6 separate regions of the Mus musculus genome follow, and regions 2, 3, 4, 5 and 6 are each linked to region 1. The links are chromatin contacts, called in public Hi-C, HiCAR-type and HiChIP or PLAC-seq maps. All regions are on one chromosome and are shown on one strand. Each heading gives the region's core, a stretch centred on a gene start, on an enhancer-like site or on the middle of the called end of the contact. The rest is flanking DNA. Distances are from core to core; before and after follow the strand shown. Region 1 has its middle 80 kb from the start of Gm12511. Region 2 overlaps Gm34687 (a long non-coding RNA gene). Region 3 overlaps Gm42291 (a long non-coding RNA gene). Region 4 has its middle 71 kb from the start of Gm42291. Region 5 has its middle 72 kb from the start of Gm26144. Region 6 has its middle 54 kb from the start of Gm34628.

Region 1 (4,308 bases), core at 1,124-3,623:
ATGGACAACCTTCTCACCCTCTGGATCCTGAAAGCCCTGACTTCAGCTTGCCTGGAATCATGAGCAAAGGCATTATTCTAAATTATGCCTGCATTGTCGGAGTCTAGCACTTTTCATTTCTTACGTTTCAGAAGGCCGGGTTGACCCGCTGGCTTTCCTAACGAGATGGCAAATGAGATATTTTCCCTACTTAGCTGTGTGATCTTCAGCATCCATCTAACCTCTCAGACCCTGAGTGTCCACATCTACCCAGTGGGAGGAGAGGGGAGGGGAAAGGGGGGATTGGTGGAGGGGAGGGGGGAGGAATAAAGGGAGGGGAGTGAAGGAGAATCTCTCCAGATTTTTGCCCCGTAAGGCCATGTGTGCAGAGTACTAGTTAAAGGCACCACAATGGGCTTCTTCAGTCTAAGGTTAGTGATAGGATCTGGGCTCACTAAGTCCTTTACATGCCTTGTCCTAGCTGACGTGCACAGCATCCTTCGAGCACACTCTGTCTCAGCCCCGTTGAAACTGAGACTCACTTGGAGCCAAAAAGTAACTTCCCTGAGAAAGTGTAGAGCTAAGTGAGAAGGCCGAGAGGTAGGAACTCAGCCTCTGGGTATTGGGATGAGGGCAGACACCGTCAGAGGACAATCTGCCTGAAGAAGACATAATGCTATCTCCTGCCATAACACAACTCAGAACCTGAAATACTTCTGTCGTCCCTCCACCAGCCCCTCCACAAGCCCCAGACCATGTGCACTAGCTGGGGAGAGAAGTGATGGGACAGGGGGCAAGAACAGGCCATCAAGACCCCAAGACTCTGAAGTGAAGGAAAGGAGACATCAGTATCTAACCTAGGACAACCGGGGTGTACTAGAAAACGAGGCCTCCTCGTGTGATTTTTTTCAGAGCACCCAGTCACCAAAGACAGATGTGTGGAGAACAGCTGGAAAACAGCCTTTTATCTGCCACCCAGCAGGTGGTATAACTGGATGATATACTTGGCTCAAGTGACTGTCAACCATGGGAGGGAACTATCAAAAGATTCAACAGTGTTGCAGGGGAGTACAATGAGTGGACAGCAATGAGTTAAACCTATGTCTTTGGAATTAGCCCCATTCTTCTTCTGAGGTTGTACAAACTTGGCCCAGCTGTGACCCTTTCCTGGGTCTCTGGAAGAAAGGTGAGCAAACCTGCCTTAAAGGAGAGTAAGTGACAGTGCTGTGTGAAGCTGCTGAAATATCCCAAAGCTAGGAGCCAGGTGCGGAGCTCACCTGTCACAGAGACAGGGAACGGACTCTTTGCGCCCCTATCTGAGAAAACCCAAACATAAATCATCCTTTGAAAAGGGTGCCTTGGGTGCCTCTCCTTGCAGGGGCTCGAGCCCTTTCCAAACATCCACACCCCCTTTAATCCAGGTAAACACTGAAAGAGAAACGCCTGGAAAAGTGGCGCTTTTTTTGATGTATGCAGGCAATGAACAAATGAGGCTCAGCTTCTACCGTAAGGTCACAGGAGGCTCCTGTGGGTTAGGGAACAACCTGCCACTGACTGTTAGCTAAGCTGCCCTCAAGACTGGAGAGCAGAGAAGCAGCTAGAAAACCCCTGTTGTGTGTGCTAAGTATTGCAACTCGCAGTTCTAAGAGAATGTAAGAAGAAACCGAAGAGACTCGGACAACAGAGCTAAACTTTTATTTATCCCCCTCCTGCTTGATTTGAGTAGGATCTGTTAGTCCAAAAGTAGTAACAGGATACAAGGAGGGAGGAGGGGAGGCGAGATGCTTTAGACATGGAAATTGACGTCTTTCCCCTTCTTTTTAGTTCAAAATCAAAAAGGGAATTCAAGGAGAAGAGACTAGAGCGGGTGGGGGGGGGGGGGGGGGAAGAGAGGAGAAGAGAGCGAGGAAGAGAGGAGCCCGGAGTCGTCCGCAGTCCGCGGGCTTCCTACCCGCAGAGCCAGGACCGAAAGCGCTTTTCCGCAGCCGCCGCGGGCTCGGAGCTTTTAAGGGTTTCTAATCCTGGAAGGCTGTCTGACATCACCCCGTTTCTTGTCGGCTGATGTTTCGTACAAGCCTCTCATTTCCTCAGCGATCTCGGAGCCGCCAATTACTGCCCCGATCTGGTGTTTATGTTTGCCCGGTCCTGCGCCTGGCCCCGCGCCCGCCCGCGAGCCTGCGCTTCCCTGGCCGCGCGGCCCGAGGGGGTGGGTGGGGGGCCCTGGCCCGCGCACCCCAGCGCAAGGGAGGGGTCCCCCTTCATTTTTTTTCATTGACTTCAGCACCATGTGATCAGGAAGTCTGGCCTCCCTCCATTTCCCCTCCCGACTGAAGGGAAACATTGTGTAGCAGCCTGCCGCGGCCACTGGTGGGATGGCCTTCGCTGGCCTGACGTAGGGGGATAAAAATAACCGGCATATTTAAGGCCGGAGCAGGAATCCCGGCGCTCACACGCGGCCTGGTCAGTTCCCGACGCCGCCAGCAGCGCTCTGCGCAGCATCCTAGCTGCTGCGCCAGCCAGCTCGGGAGTGCCTGCACCGCACATCTTGCCCTTGACCTGGGGACCCAGGCCTTGGAGAGGCACCTCGCAGAGCCCTACCCTCTCCATCCTCGGCGGCCTTGCGTTCTGTGTGCTGCCTCCCTAGAGATGAGAAAGGAAAATGCACATCAGGATGGCCTCAGAGAAAGTGGCCAAGAAGCCTGATGCTCCCAAGGTTAATACAGCCTTTGTCTCAGGGGAAGGTGACAACAAGCTGCCACTCCAAAAGCTGCATGCCTCCAGCCAGGCTCAAATCAAGTCCCTTCTACACCTCCCTTTTATACTGGAACTGCGTGTTTCGAAGATTTACAAACATGTGGGAGAGCGAAAAAACAAAGCAGCAGCATTTATCAAGGCCAACTTCATCAAATAAAACAGAAAAGATCCACCATCATCACTACGCCCCTAGAATACCTAGTAGTCTGAAATAATATGATTTCCCAGTAACTTGTCCAGCTGTTGCCCACCCCACCCCACCCTACCCCACCCCCAGCCAGAACACTCAGGCTGCCCCCTACAGCCCTTCACTGGGGCCGCCAGCTATGCAGGGACCCAGAAAACAGAAAAGGAGGAATATTCCTTGTGCCTAGATGTGGAAGCCCTCATATCCCACAAGCACCCTCCCTCCCTGTGAATCTGTCTGCAGCTGGCATTCTCCTGCTCATGCCCTCGGGTAAACCTAGTGCCCTGTACAAGAATTTCGGACCTCTTATTTTTACACAAAGGGAAACTGAGGCTGGGCGAGGTGAGTCAATGTGCTGATAGGACTTTCTGCACCATCTCCGTTCAGTTGCATCATCCATGCCGTGGCGATTTCTCACTTCGTGGAAGGAAGCCAACTCAGTTCTGCTGCCCCTCCTCCTCAGCTCCAATCCAGCCCAGCAGAGGTGAGTTCTCTGACCTGTGGAAACCTCACCTCTGCTCCATACACAAGTTTTTACTCCCAATTAAAAATGAGAAGTCTCCCTGTCTTCCGTTGTCTAAAGTAACAAGATATTCCAAAATTTCTGGCACAGTGACTCTCCTAAAAAGCCAAATGTTATGAGGAAAAGGAACGGACACCCTCCCTCCCTCCCTCCCTCCTTCCCTCCCTCTCCACTTTTTGGTATTACAGGGATGACAAATATCTATTTGTCCGGGTGGACGAGGCAAAGAAGTATTCCCTAAGAAAGACTGAGATTTAACCACCTCAGAGGAGGAGACTCCAAGGATAGATGTGACTTGGCTGATTCTGCAGCTCCCAGCACACTGACTGACAATTGCTGTTCTTGACCCATAATAATTAGACTGAATGGATAGAAGGGATGAGGGAAGCCAGGTACAGCAGATCAACCGAGGTACATCAGAAATGTGTGGTCTGGTCAAAGCTTTAGTGACTAGTGATAGTCACATTACCATATCCCTGGAAGGTAGATGCCATTGTCCCCGCTGTGAGTGTACAGAAAGTGCCACAATATGAAAGTCTGAGCACAGCATTTGAACCCAGACAGCTTACTTCCAGAAGCTGTGTTCTTAACTACTAGGCTAAATTCCAAAAAGCTGAGATGTCAGAGAAGCACCCACCCTTCCCTAGGCACCTCCTTGGTTCCATGAGGCTGAGTCCTGAAGAAGAAAAGGCTTTGTCTCTCAAGGCCCCAGGTCTCAGAGAGAGAAGCTTGAACACACAACTGGACTACAAGTACCTCACAGGCAGACATGGCACACCCTCTTCTCAGTTACCCTACATCGCTGACACAAATGTCTGTTGAAATGGTTACTCCTTACAGAAGCCAACCTCTGGACCATCAGCCA
Region 2 (3,786 bases), core at 1,041-3,540, 990 kb before region 1:
AGCAACAAATACAACAGAGAGCCCACATACACATGGAAGCTGAACAATGCTCTACTTAATGATAACTTGGTCAAGAAAAAAAATGAAGAAGTTAAAGACTTTTTAGAATTTAATGAAAATGAAGGCACAACATACCCAAACTTATGGAATACAATGAAAGCAGTGTTAAGAAGAAATCTCAATGCTCTGAGTGCCTCCAAAAAGAAATGGGAGAGAGCATATACTACCAGCTTAACAGCACACCTGAAAGCTCTAGAACAAAAAGAAGGAAATACACCCAAGAGGAGTAGACAGCAGGAAATATTTAAACTCAGGGCTGAAACCAACCAAGTAGAAACAAAAAGAACTATACAAAGAATCGTCATGCTGGGTGTGGTGGCACACGCCTTTAGGCCCAGCACTCAGGAGGCAGAGGCAGGCAGATTTCTGAGTCCAAGGCCAGCCTGGTCTACAAAGTGAGTTCCAGGACAGCCAGAGCTATACAGAGAAACCAGGAGCTGGTTCTTTGAGAAAATCAACAAGATAGATAAACCCTTAGCTAGACTAACCAGAGGGCACAGAGACAGTGTCCAAATTTCTTTTCTTTTCTTTTTTGTTTTTTAAAGAAAACCTCATCTGGATTACCTGGCAAAAGGTGGTGGTGGCGGAAGTGTCAGCGGCATCTTTGATGGTGCTATTGGTGATGGTGGTGGTGGTGGCAGTGGTGATGGTAACAATACTGAGGCCAGACTTCTTCAAATCTTTCCTCCTAAAGTTGCAACGGTCTCTGAGCATTGAAGGATGACAGGACGTTGTGGAAAGGCTTAATAATTACTGACTTTTATTAAAATTTCTCCTATTGCATAGATGTTATAAGTTTGGAGTCTCTGAGCTGGTACATTGTAAAGCCTGGACTTAAAATTAGTATCAAAGGTCTGGGGTACTGACTTTGCTCCCACAGTTGTTTATTATTATTATTATTATTGTTATTATTAATTTTTGTTTTTTAAGACAGGGTTTCTCTGTGTAGCCCTGGCTGTCCTGGAACTCACTCTGTAGACCAGGATGGCCTTGGACTCAGAAATCTGCCTGCCTCTGCCTCCCAAGTGCTGGGATTAAAGGCGTGCGCCAACTACCACCCGGCTATTATTATTATTTAAAGTCAAAATATAATTATGTAATTTCTCCCTTCCTTTCCCTCTCTTTAATCCCTACCATGTTTTCCTCTGGTTCCCTTTCAAATTCATGGGCTCTTTTCTCATAATTGTCATTGTTACACATACACACTCACACAGACACACAGACACACATACACAGACACACAGACACACAGACACACAGACACACAGACACACAGACACACAGACACACACACACACACACACACACACACACCCAACATAACTTGCTCAGCCTGTTTAATATTACTATTTGTGTGTGACTACATTACAGTACATGTGGGGAGGTCAGAAGACAATGTGTGGGAATTGATTCTCCATTTCTACCATGTGGCTCCTGGGATTCAAACACAGGTCATGAGGCTTGGTAGCTCTACCTTTAGCTGATGGTCTTTCCCTCTGGCTCACATCTTGTATTTTAAATTCACTCAGTGATCCTATGAGGTAGACTCATTATACACCTAGAAAAATTGGAACTCCACAGAGACTATGTTTTGATTTAGGCTTTTATAGCCAGAGAAACGTAATAGCTGCCAAGGAGTAGGTACACAGCGATTACACCTCTGCACAGGATACTATCTCTGTGCTAAAGTTAGAGAAACAAACTGTGGCAAAACACTCACAACCAAAGGTTACACCGTGTCATAGTTCAAGGAAGACTGTGGTTTCTTGAGAGACTCAGTGAATCACTGGACTTGGGATTGGATAGCTCTGTGGGTTCCAAATGGCTTCTGCCCTTGACCAGAACTGGCTAGTCCAAAGGTACACAGCTGACCACAGGGCATTCAGACTGGTGTCTACCCAGCCACTTACTCCATTCTCCATGCAGATCTGGAGTGAGATGTAGCAACTGGCATCTGCCAGTCTTGGGCCCTTGATCTGCTGATGGAATAGAGTGGAGAAGGGAATTAAAGCAGGATTCCTTGTGTACTTTGTTGTATTAGAATGTACCTCTCTGAGACTCTTATAGGAGAAGAGAAGGAAATAGGCTTTGAAAAGAGGAATTGGATTTATGGTGCATCCCAGGGTCTCTACGATTTTGCCCAGTGACCTTGGAGTGAGGAAACCCAAGACAGCTGTGACTTGGCAGCCAATGGGCCTAGATCCAGGGATTTTGGCTTCACTCGGCTGTAGGGGTGGAACAAAAGGAGGGGGAGGCTTGTGTTTCACGCTTGCATCAGGCATTTGGAGAGGATCACTATCCTCCAAAGAGATGAAGATGAATTCTGTGTTGCCTTGGTGACATAAAGGAAAATTATCAGATCTACTTCGAATGTGAGTATTTCACAGCCGTCATTAAATTTTTGTCTGAATTTTGCCAGGAAGGCTAGAGATGCACATATCTGGGGTTTAAAACAAATTCATCATGTTTCTTAAGCAGTCGTAACAGTCTCCCTCCCTAAAAACTGTGATGGGTGGGGGAAGCGGCTCAGAGACAGCAATGACTTCAAGCTGAGCAAAAAGATTCCCTCCTTGAGTTCTTGGCTCGAATCATGCATCCACCCTGAGAAATGTACTTTGTCCGCTCGCAAGTTATTTTTCTCCATCTTCTACGAGGCTGGAGCTGGCAACTCTGTTTATTGTGCACTGAGGGATTAAGTTGCTCCTCTGTGCAGCACAATCGTCATTCAACACCAGCTCAGGAAAGCAGGAATTGGTGTTTTGATTGCTGTTACCATGGTGACCAGTGGCCTGTTAGTTTGATGACCAGCAATGCTTTAAGTAACTGTGCTGAGGACTCCGGTCTGACGGGCATGGTTTCTTCTTCCCGTTACCTCACTTCTTGCGTGTGGCAAGTAGCTCACGTCACGGTTTTAACATGCCCAGACACACTCAGGGAAGGGCAGGAACGAGCAGAGGACGTCATTCTCAGAGGCTGGATGCTGCTGTTGCTTGGTTAGGATATCCTGTGAGGCCAAACAAACCCTGTCCCTGCCATTACAGCTTCTCCTGGGACGAATCATAGACCTTTTTTCTTCTGTCTTCTGCATAGGGTCTAACCTCTCTTAACTCAGAATGCAGCCATAGGCTCTTGGAGGTCTTCATTTGGTGCCACACTTATATTCCAACTAAACATTTGGTCTCCTAGACCTTTTTCAAAGTTTGAGCCTTAGTCCCACCTAGGATCTGGTAGCCTCCGGGGAAGTCTCTTATTCCTACATGTGTCACATGGTGGCAGGTGCTCTGGCTGCCTTCCAAATGTCTCTTCTGCCATCCTCTGTCCTTTATGGCACAGAGAATGTTTGTTCCCCTTGGGGCCTTGCCTTGAGCTGAGTGTGTGCCTCCAGTAGCTATGCTTTGCTTAATTTTTTTTTTTTTTTAGCTCAACCCTCCTCAGCATCTCTATGATCCACAATTCCTCTTTTCCCAGCCCAGAATATTCTCTGCTTCTCACAGGCCTGGTTGGAAACCAGCTCTGGATTTCTGGGTTTTCTAGCAGTGTGAGATATAGATTTTTCTTCTTCTTCTTCTTCTTCTTCTTCTTTTTTTTTTTTTTTTTTTTTTTTTTTTTGTTTGTGCCATAGCTAAAGGAGACATATGTCAGGTCCCCTTTTGAAGGAAAATGACCTGAGCACAGCTGTGTAAACTTGTGCTTCATGGGCATTTTGGGCACTGTTTAAAGAAAGAC
Region 3 (3,792 bases), core at 456-2,955, 650 kb before region 1:
TAGCCTAAATGCACAGTAACCCTTAAAGGTGTGGTTGAGTTCAATGGAAACAAAACTCCTTTTGAATCTCTCATCAGTCCTTGCATTTAAATATTTACTGACCATCAAGTTTATGTTTGGGCCAGAGCCGAATCATGCAAGTGCACAGAGAAATGCAATGATGATTCTTGTGACCTCCCTGCCTGGTGTGGGCAGGTAGACAACGTTCCTCCATGGTGCTCTGAGTGGCCAGAAGGAGACAAGGATTTGGACTCTCACATGAAAAAGTCAGCAACTGGGAGACTGTAAGACTGGGACAGGAAAATAAGAAGGGGCTTACTAGATGAGAAGGGAGAACACTGTAGGTGCTAGAGAAGGGGAGAGCGCAGATAGAAGAAAGAGCATGCTCAGAGGAGAGAGGCACTGCCATCCTCCGGTAATAAGCTAGAGTATTCAGCTAAAGGGCTTTGATGGCTGGGAAGCTGTCGTAACTCTGTGAGGCTGGAAACTGAGTCCTATCTGCAGAGGAATGGGCAAAGAAATCGTGGCTTGTGTGCACTGGAAATTCTCTCCATCCAAAAGTGACTGAAGATGTGTCACTTCTTCAAGAAAATGGATGTGACTGTTAATAGTTCTTTTTTTAATTAGGTATTTTCTTCATTTACATTTCCAGTGCTATCCCAAAAGTCCCCCATACCCTCCCACCCCACTTCCCTATCCACCCACTCCCACTTCTTGGCCCTGGCATTCCCCTATACTGAGGCATATAAAGTTTGCACCACCAATGGGCCTCTCTTTCCACTGATAGCCGACTAGGCCATCTTCTGATACATATGCAGCTAGAGACATGAGCTCTGGGGGTACTGGTTAGTTCATATTATTGTTGCAGATCCCTTTAGATCCTTGGGTACTTTCTCTAGCTCCTCCATTGGGGGCCCTGTGATCCATCATAGTTCTTGTATACAAAGAAAGCTTCAGCAAGTTGTGCCACATGTCTTCTCTTATCTGTGGCTCCAACACTTTACCTAGATATGTAAAATCGTGTATGTACAGGTGACAGGAAAGTAGAAGTGAACAAGGGGGTCTAAACACACTAACGGGAAAAGGAAAAGAGGTTAGTGAATGAGGGCAGGAATATGCCCAACATACATTATATACTTGCAAGAAAATGCCCTAAAGTAACTTATTACAATAAAATAAAATACAATCTGAAAGTTATTTTTCTAATATTAGTAATCTATTAATATTAATATTCTAGATGGCATCCATGTTATAGCCATCAGAAGCTTGAGGAGCTGGTGAGTCACTGACCAAGCTGGTTCAGTCACCCATATGACAGTTGGATGCTTCAACTCATTGCTATGTGTTCTCAAGACACGGAGGCTAGCCTGACCACGGCAAAGTGTTTCTAGGCTTCATAGTGACACATCATTATGTTCAGACTGTTCTATTGGCTTACACAGGTCACTCCTGCACTGTGAAAACTGGCCCTCTCTAAGGAACCAGAAGATGAGGCTATTGGGACTATGGGAAAGGTTTACCAACCTCCTGTGTGTATAGAAGAAACTTTCTTATCATGAGCCCCATAGTTCAGATGCAACTGCCGAGCTTATGTGTGAAGAGAACAGTCTGTGATGGGAAGAATTCGGTCCACAAGCAGAGAGCTGAGCCTCCACTGTTGCTGTGTATGTTCTCTAGGGAGGTCACCTCACTTTGCAGGCTTCACATTCCTCATCTATGAGGTCAGTCTAACAGGCAGATTTCCCAGAAAGACTGGAGAAGAACGTGAGGATCAGATATGGAAGGGGCTGTGAATGCCAGAGGAAGAAGCTAAGGAGTTATCTTGTTGACCGTCAGTGAAGCTTAGCAGCCTTTAAACTAGGGAAATGAGGACATGTGGACCACTTTGACAGAGATTCTGTATGCAATATGGACAGAAAGTAGAGGGATTCAGACACAAACTAGACTAGAGTCTCCCAGTGCTCACAGATGAGACACATGGACCCATTCTTAGCTTCTGGTGATGGGAAAGACATTACAACCTCACTCAACACTAAAATAGACTTGAGGACCACTCAGCACCTCACAGCCCCATTTCTGTTTCGGCAGCATTTCAAAGGAAAAATAAAAGACTTAGTGTCAAAAAGATTATAAATATTTATTATCCATTTACCTTCTCCATCTTGAATTCCAAAGAACATCCTGGGTTTATAGAATATAATCTTTGCCTGAGAACTTAGGGTCTACCCTGAAAGCTACAAAAGCAACAGAAAGGCAGGAACCCCAGAAAGAATGTCTCCACAGGAGGCTCTGCATTGATGTCAAGTTCCTGTCCATAGAGTTGAGTCAGGCTTTTACTCTCGTCATCAGGGCATTGAAACAGCATAATCCTGGATGGCAACACCGGGCTGTTTTCATCATCATGGTGGAAAGTGATTAAAAACAAGAGACTAGAATCTGGTATCTTTAAAAAATAGGGGCTTATCCTGCTTCCCTTGAATTCAGAAAGACATGCAGTCATTCCTGTTTATATCTACTCAAACTGAACTGACTTCGTGTATGTTTTAAAGCTACAGTGGAGACAGATATGAGCTCAGAGCTAAAGGCTTCAGTGGGAGTACAGCTAATATTCTGGATTTAATTTTTTTATTTGTAGTGTACATAAGGATTGGGGTAGAAGCTGCTTTCAGGGCTTTTCTTTGAATAACAGGAATGTCTCCTACTAAATGCAACTGAAAGATTAGAGAAGAGACATAAAAAAGAATTTTAAGACCATGATCCCCTGCTGTCCCACTTAAATAAACTCTCTCTTCTATTAATTATTGTATTAGACCATAAGCTACAGAGCTTAGAAACTCCTACTCTTTCCACAGACTCACTCATGCGTGGAGCATCTGTGATTGATGGACCAGTGAGATTGAAACGTGCAAATGGAGATGAAACAGACCAAGATTAAACATCTTCTGGGTATAGAATGGCATTGTTCCAGAATCTTAAAACTGGCCAGGCTCTGTAAGGATGATGCTTCCTCTCAGTCAGTTACTCAGAAAATCCCTCCCCTTCCTGAGCCTCCAGATTGCCCCAACCAACTTCCTGTTTCAAGAGCATTACTTAACAAATATTGGATGAGGACCTAAAAGACCCTCACAGAACCAGGGCCCCTAGGAAGAATATGAAGGTTACAGAAATTAAGAAAGAGCTCAAGTTCACAGGACCTTAGAGTCTGGGGCAGTTTCTCAACTAAGATGAACAATAGAACTACCCCAGCCTTAAAAAAAGGACTAATAAGCCCCACTGCTAGCTAAGCTATGATCCCCAGGGTGAAGCAACATTGAGAATCACTAGGAAAGAGACAGGGATAGCAAAGAATTGTCATGGTTTTGTGCTGAGTGAACAAAAGTTTTCTTGGATCAGAGGAAGGACTCAAGGAGCCAGAGGCTTGCTGAAGCCACTTGGCATTTCCTGTTTTGCTTGATGGGGGAAAGGTAGCAAGGAAAAAAAAAGGGTGTGGAAATGATGGAGGGTTAGGTGCAGCATGTGCCTATGAGCACAGCATGCCTGATAATTGCAAGTTCTGCAGTTACCTGGAGTGAATGCTTTCATAGTGAAATAAATACGTAGTCAGAAACAGAAGAGAGAGACAGAGACAGACAGAGAGAGAGAGAGAGAGACAGAGAGAGAGAGACAGAGAGAGAGACAGAGAGAGAGACAGAGCAAGAGAGAGAGAGAGAGAGAGAGAGACAGAGAGAGAGACAGAGAGAGAGACAGAGCAAGAGAGAGAGAGAGAGAGAGAGAGAGAGAGAGAGAGAGAGA
Region 4 (3,848 bases), core at 166-2,665, 740 kb before region 1:
AGAGCAGAGAATACATTTTTCCCAGCTCCTAGGAACTTTCTTTTCCTTCTACCCTTTCCCCTTTCCTTTTGCAGTGGAGCTCAGAACCACTCAGTGGTGGCTACAACCCTTTCCATGGCCTATGTTGTGGGAGCTGCTGTCCACTCCTTTGTGATTGGCTGAGCACTCAGGTCTTCAGTGGGGAACTGCTGGATGGGCACAGAGAACACCTGTACCCCCTCATACCAGTTGGCCACCAGTTGCCTTAAAATTTCTCCTGGATCACAACTTTCTCAGCAATAGCCTGCTCCTCCTTGTCAATCTCTGTAGAAGTGAAAATGATCAGGCATAATCTTTCATGGGTGTTCATGGGAGATAGTACCTCCCAGGTCAGCATCCACCATATTAGACGAAATGAGTGAGCTCCCTTGTTGTATGGGATGGCAGTGCCCACTAGCTCAGGGATTCTGTGTCACATAGAGCAAGGGTGGGCAGGTTGTCATTAGAGGCCTCTGTGGGGGCTGGTGGTCAGCCCTGAGTCAGTCACCACTAGAAGCCATGCCTCCCTGAAGGCATCTAGGATCTGGTTAGTGATGGTTCCAGGTGTGAAGTGGCCAGCAATGAGAATGGCTCTAATGGCAGCAGCAAACTTCAGCACAGTTGCTGGCCAGTGTTCCTGGAGGAGAAGATGCTGCCATCAGCTCGAGATGCGAGCAGCAGCTTCTCCTAGGTCCTCTTCAGATTTATGATGTAGACATTGTCCCTTTTCCTTTTGTAGATGGTAGATATACTGCTCCATCTGAAAGTCAAGGTTGGTGCCATCAAGGAATTTGAGGATATTCTCCTCCGTCATCTGCAGGACATCAAGGTTGCTGGACATTGTGTAAGGTTCCCTTTAAGTTGCCATGGGAACAACACCATATGGACCCATCCCTAGGCAGTGTGGAAAGCACAAAGTATGTATTTTAAGGTAGATACATGTAGTTAATGGTGCTTTACCCTTCAGCACTCCTAACAGATAGTTGATGGTATAGTTGCCAGCCATAACAAGAGGCAAAGAGGTGCCATGAAATTGGTTAATCTCTCTTTCAGCTAATGGCCTCGTTGCTAAAGAAAGCTGTGAACATATGTATTCAATTCATCATCTTGGTTCCGTAGTGAAGGTGGGACTCCCATTTAAAAACTGTGTGATCTAGGACGAGTTAATTAACCCCTAAGAAGCTCAGCCTCCCTATCAGTGATACGGAGGAAACACCAGTCAGCTCATGGATGAATCTGAAGCATGCAGTTAAATACAGCTTCTGTCTTGAATAATTTAGCAGTAAGCTCACGGGTGATGGCACTATCACAAAGCTTTCACCATCCATTTGAATGGGCCAAGAAAGCATTTCTCAACTTGTGGCCTTTGGATTCCTCTAGCAGGGCTTGGTCTCAGCCACAGCACTGGCTCACTTCTTAGGAATTTGGCTCAGAGTCCATTCCAAGTCCCCAGAATGGTCCACATTGAGTAAGAAGCAAGGAACCTTCTGAAGGAGGCATGTTGCTGTCAGTGTCCTTTGGATATTTAAAGAGGCATCGCCTGGTCCTCAGTATCACTGCATCTTGGCCTTTTGTTCTAATGTGACCTTGATGGAGTGAAACTGTCAACATCAATGAGATTCCACAGTAATCAGCTTGGGTACAAAGGAGACCAAAGCTGGTAAGACTAGAGTCAGGGCCCTGACGAATCTCACCTTTGTGCAACTGACTTCTTTTGTGTAACTGAGCTATGACTGACATACAATGAACCAGTAATACTTAATGAATGAGTTTGAAGATAAGCATACATTTATGAAACTGCCCCATGAATAATATCATACAGATAGCCATTACCTCTTGCAGCCTTCTTTCTGTGAAATAAGATAACATGGTACAAAATAAACCTCAGGGGAAAATTTCAAGAATACTGCATAGTCTAATGAGATATACACATACTAGGCTTAGGTGCCACCCATAGCTGAAACTATGCTCCATGCACTTGATCAAACAACTTCTCATCTCCTCTCTTCACAGCTACAGGAAACTGTAATCCCAGTTCCTATAAACATGCCCTCTGTAGGTTCCTGCTAGAGATGGGATCGGGGGTAATTGTTCTGGGGCTGACTTACCCCAACCAGCATGCCTTTTCAAGTTCATCCACATTGTAGTAAATGGCAGGACCTCTTTTTCTTTTATGGATTGATAATTTTATAATGAGAAGTTGCTAATTTCTATATCTTTCTGCACCAGTTGAAGGAGAAGGTCATTTTTCATATTTCATTCTGCAGGCATAGTATGTAATTTCCCTCAATTTGCATGTGTTGCAAATTTTCTTTATTCTGAGACAAATCCAACTTGATCACAGCATATGATTTTTGTGTTAAAGTTTTAATAAACTCAGTTCAATATGATTTTATTAAACATTTCTATACTTGTGTTCCCCCAAAATACTGGACTAACATTTTCTTTATTTGTAGTGTCTTTTACACTGGAGTGTCAAATGGGCCTCTAAAAATCAGTGCAGAAGTATTTTATATTCTTCTATAACTTGGAAGAGTTTTAAAAGAACAAGTATCACTTCTGTAAGTGTTTGGTAACATTAGCATTCACTGTGAAGCCATTTGGTTCTAGGCTTTACTTCTTGTGAGATTTTCTTTTCTCTAAACAAGCCCTTTTATTTCTTTGTTATAGGGCTGTCAAGACTTTCTAAATGTGTCAATGCATTCGTAGTGGGTTGTGTGTATTTAGATTTTTTTTCTACTTTACCTAGATTGTCTAATCGGTTAGAATGTAATTATCCATAGCAGTTTCTTATGATCTTTTTGACCATAAGATGTCAGTTGTAATTCACTGTATGGATTTTTGATTTGATTTGATGTCTGTTTCTGTGTCTCTGTCTCTCTTCTTTCCTCCTTTCCTCCTTCACTTTTTGTGTCTGTCTATAGTCTTTATTGTTTTACTGATCAATTAAAATAAATTATAAAACTTATATTAATAATATTCCAAAATTATCAAATCAGAAATCCCATAAAGGAAAGATAGAATAAGAGCCTGGTTGAAGGTTATTGACATATGGTATATTAAGCCAGGATACAAAGGGTCAAGGGTCAGATATAAAAGTTCTACCTGAGTACTGGGAAGACTGAGAATCCAAAGATCCAAAGGATGATAACTCATTCTTAGAATTATTTTCTGCCCAAACTATAGTGAAGTAAAGGCAGTGACAACTCTCAATGGCTTAGAATACAGAAACCAGAATTTATTCTGTTGAGGGTATCTGCTATAGTAATACCCCTCTTTTCTAGATAGACTTGGCTAACAAAATCTTATCCAGCTTCTGTATTACATAAAACATTTAATTTCTTTTCACATTATTATATCCATAACAAAACTTCATTTTAATGATTAGTTATAAACATAACACAGTTTATATAATAGTTTTCTATGCACTGAAAAGCTAGGGTTGCAGACACCTGATAGCCACATGTTCATAAAATTCAGTGACATTTGCAGGCAAGTCTTAAAAGGATAGTCGTGAACTTCTGTTAAGCCTTCTTAGAGGTCAATGATACTAAATGTGGTGTTTATTGAATTTTCAGTGTGTCTTTACATTTGAACATATTCTGGTTTAGATGGAGACACAGAAGTCCTTTCAATCTTTGTACTTTCTCTTGGTCCTACCCCTCTCTTACAGGAGTCTCCCTCAATCTTCCCATTTTTATTTGACACTACATCCAGGGAAACACTGAGGTTAGAGGACACCTTGTGGGAGGCAGTTAATTTCCTCTTTCTACTGTGGAGGTCTCTAGAATTAAACTTGAGTCACTGGGCTTGGGAAAAGTGCTTTTATG
Region 5 (4,073 bases), core at 983-3,482, 960 kb before region 1:
CCTGCATTCTCAGGACTCTGCTCAGAGAAGAAAGAAGAACCCAGGCTCCAGTTTCCTTCAGCAACTTGAATTTTAGCCTTAATGGTTCCCGGCTGCTTGGCACCTCTATCTCAAGAGTTCCTGTCTTTGTGAGACGTGCTGACAGTTATCAAGAGTCAGGGCAAGACTCTTCTTGGGAGAAGTCCAACTTCCCCAAGATCTGGCAAGTTCAGACATTCTTTATAGAATGCACACCTTACTGGCCTCTGACCTCACAGCACACATTGGCTCCGCGCATGGCTGGGCTTTATGCAGTGCGTTCCCCTTTAACAGGAACTCATATCTCTCACCTTTTGCATGGAAGGCCTTGTACGGTGCTTGCTGTCATTAATGAGCCTTGCCAATGAGAAACATGAATGTTGTCATGGTTCTGGCCCTTGAAAATGAATGAATCAAGGAGAAAACTGACAGATGGCCTGTCATCTAGAGCAGCCACACCTTGCAGGCTGGGCACTTTGTCTTCACCAATGACTCACCAAATGGCCTTGGGCAAAAGCCTGGAATGGACTGCTCTCACCACCAGCAAGAGAGGCCTCTGCCTGGCCCAGGAATCAGAAGAGCGGCTGTTCTCAACCTGTGGGTCGTGGACCCCCCTCTAGGAGGGGGAAGACAAATGATCCTTTTAAAGGTGTTGCATAAGACCATCAGCAATACCATAAATTTCCATCGTAATTCATCCTAGTAGCAAAATTAGAGTTACAGTGTAGCACCAAAAATAATTTTATGCTTGGGGGTCATCACACAAGGAACTTAAAGGCTCACAGCATTAGAAGGATTGATAACCCCTGCTCTAGGGGATGTCCTCTGGACAGACTAGCAGTAGAGATCTTCATATATGTGAAAGAGAACAGGAAACAGGGAGATAAGGGCACACTGAGAAGGCTCGAAAGCTGTATCAGAGAAGCCGTGGCTTGGCTTTTGAGGCCTTGCTTTCTTACAAATTCTCACTGATACACGCTTAAACCAACGTGGAGTGTAGCTAAATTACTGTTAGCTTAATTAATGCAGTGAGAGTTTAAGCTGTTGGTTAAAGCAGTGAAAGATTGTGAAAAGTCTATGCACAGTCTTTTCTATGCACAGTCATACTCCATGCATGAACTTGAGGAAGTTTGGCTTAAGGTATTGATTACTAAGAACAGACAAGATCCATTCTAGAGAATGAATGGCTGAAGGGGGAACCATTATTCTGCCATGGCGTATGGGCAGAAACCGCTGACTTTTTGGAGATCAAAGGAAAAATCCATTGGAGTGAGTGTATTCCCTGGGCCTTATGGTCCTAGGATCCCCTATTTCAGATAGAAGAGGCCATAGTCCCTTTGCAGGACAGGATAGGTAAGGATCCACTGAGAGATTCCTCAGTGTGGGTTCCAGTGGTGACGAGTGGGCTCAGCTTTGGAAGGGGTGCACTGTCATGGTCGCCTGCTTATTTCATTCTCTCTTCTTTTTCAATGAAGACAAAGGGATTCAATCATCCCTGTGCTACACTTCACGCCTGAGGTTTGATATGGGCAGTCCTAAGAATTTGGAAGTACTTGGGATATCTTCTGGAAATTTCCTCCTAGAGGTAAACACGAATCAGGATTTGGGACACTGAATTCTTATGCACAGGTCTGCTTTTATACTGTAGGCATAAAAGAACTTTGAGGCTATGAAATCTGTAGATATCATACCTTTATTCAGATGTTGGTTGTTCTTTTAATTCTTGGGACTCCTGACCACCTCATCTGCACCCTCTTTCCACACACCTCTCTGCAACAACTAATGTTTATTCTTTTCACAAAGGGTCACATAGCTGTCAAAAATCAAGTCAAAGTACAGGCTTTGCTACTTACAAACTGGAAAAGATTGAGCAAATTCTGCCTGCTTGTCAAGCCTCAGTTTGCCTGTACAGTTAGGTATCAAAAGGCACTGGGGGAGTCCTATAGGATCTTGTTTATGAGTTGCTTAACACGGTGCTTGGAACACAGGAGACACTCTGTGATGTTTTGAATCTGGCATCTGAAATCAACTTTCATATCCAGAGGATTTCTTCAGGATGCATCTTGGGGGAAAGCCACACCTATGCCCACCGTCAGAGCTGAGATGAGACATGTTGTCTTGCTCTCCCAGTTGGGAGTCAGGGTGTCACTTATGACATGCCCGTCACTAGAATCAGTTACATCTCACCACACTACTTGGGGATTTGTCATGTTGAATTTGGCATCAGCAAGTACAACTTGTCATCCCAAGAGCTATGAAAGTAGGCCAGCCTGGATGTCCTCATTCGACCTTTGCTGTGGTAGGATTTGTGTTTAAGTCAGCGGGAGACACTGAAGATGGGCCAGCCACATGACGTTTTCTCATCAGCATCGCTGTTTTTACTGTTACTGTCCCCATCCTAATGCATCATAGTTAGTCACTGATTTTTTTTATCTACCTCCCCTCCTGGATGAAGAGAACCCAGCCCCCGAACTGCTCCTGTGTAGTTCTGAGCTCAGAATGGCCTTATCAAACAAGCCATGTGGATATCTAATGATAGATGGAGAGTGAATGATTAAATTAAAAACACGAGTGGATAAATGGAGCATTGTTCAGTGCTTATGAAGATCCTTGGGATGTGGCAGCATAGGGGCATCAAGATTAGCATAGGGAAGATACTAATGACAGAAAGAAAGACTGGCACCTCCCAACTGGGAGAGCAAGACAGCATATCTCATCTCAGCTCTGATGGTGGGCATCATGTAAGGGCTACATGTAAGGGACAGATGTGCATGAGAAAGGCCCATGATACACAGATACAGAAGAAGGCAGGTGCTGTGTAAGGAACCATAGGGGATGCAACTCTTGTGGTGGTTGAATATATATATTTTAACTCTCTTCAGTTCTGGCTCAGAAGTGTCCTTCTCCCTTAATAAATAATTGTGTTCCTACTCACGAGTCACAAGAACCCAAATCCCAGCAGGTCTCTTCTGGACTCCAATATCTACCAAAAGTTATGGCATTGAACTTGGAGTAGCAGCTCCTTGAGTGTAACAGAAAATGTCCCCCCACCCTTGCTTTCATTTGGGATAGTTGCTGAAACTCCCAGACTGACACATCTCATTCAGATTGAAGCAAGGATGTCTTAATAGGAAACACAACTAGGTGTCTGTCCCTTTATCTAATCCTTACAAGAATGCTGCTTCATAAGTATTATCTCCATTCTACAGATGAGGAAATGGAGTCTTAAAAAGGATAAGTGGCTTATACAAGATGACTCATCTAGGAAATAGCTGAGATACATTTCAATGCAGGTCTCACACTTCAGCTCTCAGGACTTTACCTTCTTTGCCTTCTCCACCCAAGGAGAAGTAAACTGTCAGTAAGGGTTATTTACTGAGAGAGCCTCTTTTTAAATGAGGAGGCTGGACTTATCCCATCAAAGGCACTCATCACATTATCTCTAGATCTCAGTTGGCATCATACCAGAGAATTTTGTCTACTCCATAGCCCAGGAGCTGTACTTGATGTTTTGGGATTTATTCTGGTCATTAGAAAACCACATAAGATTATAGTCCTTATTCTACTTCACAACACAACCAACTAAAACAAATTAATTTTCATTGGTAATAAACTAAGGAGTCTTGGCCAAGACTCCTTAGATTTTGCCTAGGAAGACATTCTTGCGTGGTAATTGTCTCCCATTCATTCAGATTCCCAGTTCCCCTCGTCTTAATTTTGGCATTAAAGTATCCACATCACCTTGTTCCTGCTAGGAATCATGCAAATCTTGGATCTCATCATACCCGATAGTCCTGGGGCTACAGGCATACTAGAACTGTGAACATGCAGACAGCAGCTTTTCTGGAATGGTCTTCATTTTGTGACACCATCTCAGGCTGGTTGTCAACCTGAAAGGAGGTGTCCATGGCTAAGGATGTCTAAGAGAAACTGTAAGATCGATCACATGCCTCCATCCTATATGGTTCCTTTTCCAACAACATGCAACTTTATGTTGGTATAGGAAATATTTGCCTGGAACCTTGTGACCTTGTTCTTTGGTCAAAGAATTAGCA
Region 6 (3,803 bases), core at 23-2,522, 880 kb before region 1:
AGGAGAAAAGGCAGCTTCCTAGGTGCGGAGGAGACTAGAGTTGGATAATCCTGAGGGTGGATGAGAATTTTTCTGCATTTGCAAAGGTCACTAGTGACTTTTAGGGACCCACATCTCAGCCTCATGAGGAAGACATGAAGTCTTTTCAGAGCTCAAAGGTGAGTCACAGTTGAGAAACAGCCGTGGCTGTGGGGTCCACTGAGAAATATACAATGTTATCAGAAGGAGACAGTATCTCTTAGGGGCTGAGGGTATTTCTGGAGTGTTTGCAGTGGGGAGGATGTGAGTCAGGAGATGGATGAGGGAGAGTAGCTAGCTTGGGTGAAGCAATGTCTTCATCCATGGGCTCTTTGCTTTCCATGCAAGTGCTTTAGGGTGGGTTTCTTCATCCTTGTCTGACCCGTGAGTGTGAGTAACTCTACCTCTGAGAGTGCTAACTGAGGAGCCAGGCTTGTTTCTGACTGGTGAGCTAGTTGCTCCAATTCGGGAATCTGCACTCAGAGCTTAGAGCCACAGGGACATGGGTACTACTTAGCAATGATTGACCCTCTGAGTGAGAGAGGAGATAAACAGGTGTGTGCGTGCGTGCGTGCGTGCGTGCGTGCGTGTGTGTGTGTGTGTGTGTGTGTATATATATATATATATATATATATATATATATATATATAGAGAGAGAGAGAGATTGATTATCAAAGCAGCTTCAGGCCTCCTAGGTTTGATCTGGACCTGGGCATCAGGCCAGTGCAGCTTGTCAAACCAGGTTCTGTGGGACTGTGCCCAGGGCTGCTGAGAACACATAGCTCTGATCGGTGTGTACAGGCTTGTTTGACTTGAGCTGGGTTTTGCTTTCCATCAGAGGGACACCTGAACCTCCCCTGTAGGTAGTAACTCAGGCTCCGTCCCTATTGCTCTTGTTTGCTTTGGTTACTCAGTGCAGGAAGCCTCTGTCTCCGTGAATGGATCCTTTCTGAGTGCTGAGAGCATTCTTGGCAGAAGGAAGCGTTTCCACTTCTATGGTGGTGGCTACCCCTATGGAGGACCTGCTCTAGGTCTCACGTTCTGCCAGGGACTTTGTGTGCCTCTGACTCACAAGCACGCTGGCCAGGTGACTGCCACCACATGCGTGAGGACTCTGTGGCTGTGTGAGGGTCACTGAGCTGCCCAGGGTCATACAATCCTGGGGTTTTTGTTGTGTCTTCCTTCTCTTAGTTGCCTCTTACTCATCACCGTGACCCGACTCACCAACATGTGTCCATGTATCCAGTGCCAGACAGCCTGCACCTTGGCCCACATGCCCCATTATGGGGCCCCATGACTTAACCCTCTATTGTTTCTTTTAGAACAGAGGCTGTACATAAAAATAGCAATAAAACTCTTTACAATTCACCTCCCAGCCTTCGCTCTCTGCTCAGACCATCTGCTTCTTAGTGCCCTAGAGGGAATGATCGGAGGGTGAGTCTGACCACGTCACTTCGGAATTTCAAAGCTCTCGGTGGCTGGTCCGTAGCTGCTGGACAGAGGCCAGACCTCTTCCTTTGGCACACAGAGCATCCCTTCATGACTTGGCTCCTGCTCATTTCCCGAGCATCACCTTTCACAATTCCTGCCTCCAGACCACTTATGTTTCTGAGCATGACACTGAATAGCTTCCTATACTCCTTGGCCCTACTTTGCTTATGACGTTCCTGTGACCCGGCTTTCCCTTATCCATTTCCTTATTTGGTGAACTCTCAAAAGAGAACCTTTTCTGTTACATGATTTCCAAACTGCCCAGGTGGAATCAGTTCTGGAACATTCCTCATGGAATTTTCCTTGGTTATCTTTCTGACTTCCATAGAGTTCGTGGGCAGATCATCAAAGTCTATACACCTTGCTGTCCTGGAGGCCAGCTCTGGGCTCAGTGTGCAGCTGGCACCAGTCAATGGGCTTTTGGTGCAACTCTGCATTTCCAGAGATGCCATAGAGCTAGTTTAGTGACCTCAGAGGCTGGTGGGGGTCACTTAAGGTCATATTTTCACCACAATGTTCAGATTGGAACTAGCTGGAGAAGTTGGGTGAAGGGTCAAAGTCCATCTCAATTTGTAGCTGGACCAGGCTCACCTTACATACAAAGAAGAATAACACCCTTTTCTGTTTTCCTACCTCTAAAGGTGCCTGATGGGCTGGTGAGAAATTCTCACACAGGAATATTTTGTGGTCCTGCAAAGAAAGAGATCAGGTGCTTAATGATATAACTTTAATTAGGGACTCTCTTAATTTAGAATCAATTTCTGTTCTCATCACCATCCCCTTCCTTCCCCTACCAAAGGTGCCATGGCATTTGTACACGAAATCTACTAGTCTCTCTCTGTATTTCAAGTAGCTACTTCCTAAATTTGGATTAAATTGAAAAACTCTATCTTTATGGGATGGAAAATGTTGCCATGTCCTGTTTAGGGATAAGGGGACTCAGGTTTAATTACATTTTTGACAACCATATCCTGTGTGTGTGTATGCATACATGTATGATTTATTTAAACAAAGTCCCATTATATAGCCCCAGCTTTCTTCAAACTTGTTCTTCTCCTGCTTGAGCCTCCCCAGTGCAGGGATTAGAGGCACCATCTTCCATGCCTGAATTGTATCTTCTTTTAGAATAAAGCATCCTGCAGCTTTCCACAGACATCACTAATTATATACAAAGTCCATCAAATGTCGTTTTAAGACCCAGTGGATGCCATCACTCCATCACTCATATATCGTCATTATTACCACATCCAAGGGTGAGCAGGCTTCTTCTCCCCTCAGCTGTGTGCGGAGCCTGTGCACTTGCTGTTCTCACAGCCATGAGCTGTGGAATGGGGATTTGAAGGTTGCTCTTTGCTTAGTGTTAGCACTTATCACTCCGGCATGCCCAGTGCTGAGCTGATTTATTCCACAGATGCTCCACCTTCCCTCTTTGTGGGGTTTCTAATATTTTTCTTTAAACGTTAGAATTTTCAAAATGTAGGATTTTAACTCTGCTTTCGACTTAGGAAAAATATAGTCCTTGTTCAGTCATTCTGATTTCCAGTCTATGAAGAATAGAAAATGATCCTTGGGATGGTTCAGTCTCAAGTAAAGTGCTGACCTTTCAAACAAGACGTTCTGAGGTGAATGAACAGAGCCAATGTAAAAACCTGGGCATGTGGCTTGGTAGTGTGTGTGAGCAATCCCAGGGGCAGGCCAACAGAGACAGACACATCCCTTGGGCTCTCTGACAAACTGGTCTAGATTAATTGGTGAGTTCCAGGCCAATGAGAGACCCTGTCTTAAAGGAGGTGGCTGGTATTCTTAAAGAGTTTCTGTCCTCCATACACACATGCACACATTTGCATGAGTACTTGCACACATATGTATATACACATCCATATACACACACACAAGCATCAAGACAAAAAGAAAACAGAGCACATGATTAGAGTGAGTGAAACCTTCCAAAGGGGCACTGCTGTCATTGGCTCCACCATTATGCCTCTTGTTCTTTCTAGTTCCTCGTATTGAGCAGGTACACTATTACTTCGTGACTACTCCATTGTCTCTCATGATCTTTACTCTGTGATGGGCTTTGTATGCTGGCAGGTTTGTCAGCACAGTGGACACCTTATATCATCCAGTTAGAACACTGGACTTGTGAGGATCCCATGAACCCATCTGACTCCAGGGGCCTTTATTTTCAGAGACAGTTTGATGGGGCCCTAGTAGGAGAGATGTATACAATATATGGAGTAGTAGATGCAGGACCATTACAAGTCACCTCCCGAACCAATTCATATGGTTGCTAA

Evidence for each region. A called contact is a pair of places that touch in the nucleus more often than the background predicts. HiCAR-type assays count read pairs that join an accessible place to other places. HiChIP or PLAC-seq counts read pairs in DNA pulled down with a chosen protein or histone mark.
Region 2: a Hi-C map of nephron progenitors shows a contact between it and region 1, with 1.9 times the contacts expected there. The contact joins two enhancer-like sites. A contact is called at or near these places in 1 of 484 Hi-C or Micro-C datasets (nephron progenitors), 3 of 115 datasets of contacts at active chromatin or transcription factors (cardiomyocytes, embryonic stem cells and stem cell-derived neural progenitor cells) and 1 of 9 other capture datasets (embryonic stem cells).
Region 3: a Hi-C map of adipose-derived mesenchymal stem cells shows a contact between it and region 1, with 2.2 times the contacts expected there. The contact joins two enhancer-like sites. A contact is called at or near these places in 2 of 484 Hi-C or Micro-C datasets (adipose-derived mesenchymal stem cells and cortical neurons), 2 of 115 datasets of contacts at active chromatin or transcription factors (astrocytes and stem cell-derived neural progenitor cells) and 1 of 9 other capture datasets (embryonic stem cells).
Region 4: an H3K27ac HiChIP or PLAC-seq map of the NIH/3T3 cell line shows a contact between it and region 1, with 8 times the contacts expected there. The contact joins two enhancer-like sites. A contact is called at or near these places in 1 of 15 datasets of contacts at CTCF or cohesin (the NIH/3T3 cell line), 3 of 484 Hi-C or Micro-C datasets (adipose-derived mesenchymal stem cells, cortical neurons and muscle stem cells), 6 of 115 datasets of contacts at active chromatin or transcription factors (the NIH/3T3 cell line, embryonic fibroblasts, embryonic limb bud and 2 more) and 1 of 9 other capture datasets (embryonic stem cells).
Region 5: a HiCAR-type map of fibro-adipogenic progenitors shows a contact between it and region 1, with 4 times the contacts expected there. The contact joins two enhancer-like sites. A contact is called at or near these places in 6 of 115 datasets of contacts at active chromatin or transcription factors (astrocytes, embryonic fibroblasts, fibro-adipogenic progenitors and 2 more) and 1 of 9 other capture datasets (embryonic stem cells).
Region 6: a contact with region 1 is called in a FOXA1 HiChIP or PLAC-seq map of pancreatic cancer cells. The contact joins two enhancer-like sites. A contact is called at or near these places in 1 of 15 datasets of contacts at CTCF or cohesin (the NIH/3T3 cell line), 4 of 115 datasets of contacts at active chromatin or transcription factors (the NIH/3T3 cell line, astrocytes, embryonic stem cells and 1 more) and 1 of 9 other capture datasets (embryonic stem cells).

What each region holds. Positions count from the first base shown.
Region 1 is chr4:55,649,331-55,653,638 of GRCm38.p6, reverse strand. No RefSeq gene overlaps it. Among named protein-coding and RNA genes, the nearest start is that of Gm12511, 80 kb to the right of the region's middle. Within about 2 kb of position 2,373, at least 310 of the 459 cell types and tissues checked have an H3K27ac peak or open chromatin away from gene starts, as enhancers often do. A contact at or near this core is called in the NIH/3T3 cell line, adipose-derived mesenchymal stem cells, astrocytes and 5 more, where this site is marked.
Region 2 is chr4:56,643,280-56,647,065 of GRCm38.p6, reverse strand. The region is part of intron 6 of Gm34687 (a long non-coding RNA gene); the gene reads left to right. Among named protein-coding and RNA genes, the nearest start is that of Gm26144, 34 kb to the left of the region's middle. Within about 2 kb of position 2,290, at least 130 of the 459 cell types and tissues checked have an H3K27ac peak or open chromatin away from gene starts, as enhancers often do. A contact at or near this core is called in nephron progenitors and stem cell-derived neural progenitor cells, where this site is marked.
Region 3 is chr4:56,303,729-56,307,520 of GRCm38.p6, reverse strand. The region is part of intron 2 of Gm42291 (a long non-coding RNA gene); the gene reads left to right. Among named protein-coding and RNA genes, the nearest start is that of Gm42291, 10 kb to the left of the region's middle. Within about 2 kb of position 1,705, at least 62 of the 459 cell types and tissues checked have an H3K27ac peak or open chromatin away from gene starts, as enhancers often do. A contact at or near this core is called in adipose-derived mesenchymal stem cells and astrocytes, where this site is marked.
Region 4 is chr4:56,384,813-56,388,660 of GRCm38.p6, reverse strand. It overlaps the pseudogene Gm12518. Among named protein-coding and RNA genes, the nearest start is that of Gm42291, 71 kb to the right of the region's middle. Within about 2 kb of position 1,415, at least 41 of the 459 cell types and tissues checked have an H3K27ac peak or open chromatin away from gene starts, as enhancers often do. A contact at or near this core is called in the NIH/3T3 cell line, adipose-derived mesenchymal stem cells, embryonic fibroblasts and 1 more, where this site is marked.
Region 5 is chr4:56,605,305-56,609,377 of GRCm38.p6, reverse strand. No RefSeq gene overlaps it. Among named protein-coding and RNA genes, the nearest start is that of Gm26144, 72 kb to the left of the region's middle. Within about 2 kb of position 2,232, at least 19 of the 459 cell types and tissues checked have an H3K27ac peak or open chromatin away from gene starts, as enhancers often do. A contact at or near this core is called in fibro-adipogenic progenitors, where this site is marked.
Region 6 is chr4:56,530,815-56,534,617 of GRCm38.p6, reverse strand. No RefSeq gene overlaps it. Among named protein-coding and RNA genes, the nearest start is that of Gm34628, 54 kb to the right of the region's middle. Within about 2 kb of position 1,272, at least 71 of the 459 cell types and tissues checked have an H3K27ac peak or open chromatin away from gene starts, as enhancers often do. A contact at or near this core is called in the NIH/3T3 cell line and pancreatic cancer cells, where this site is marked.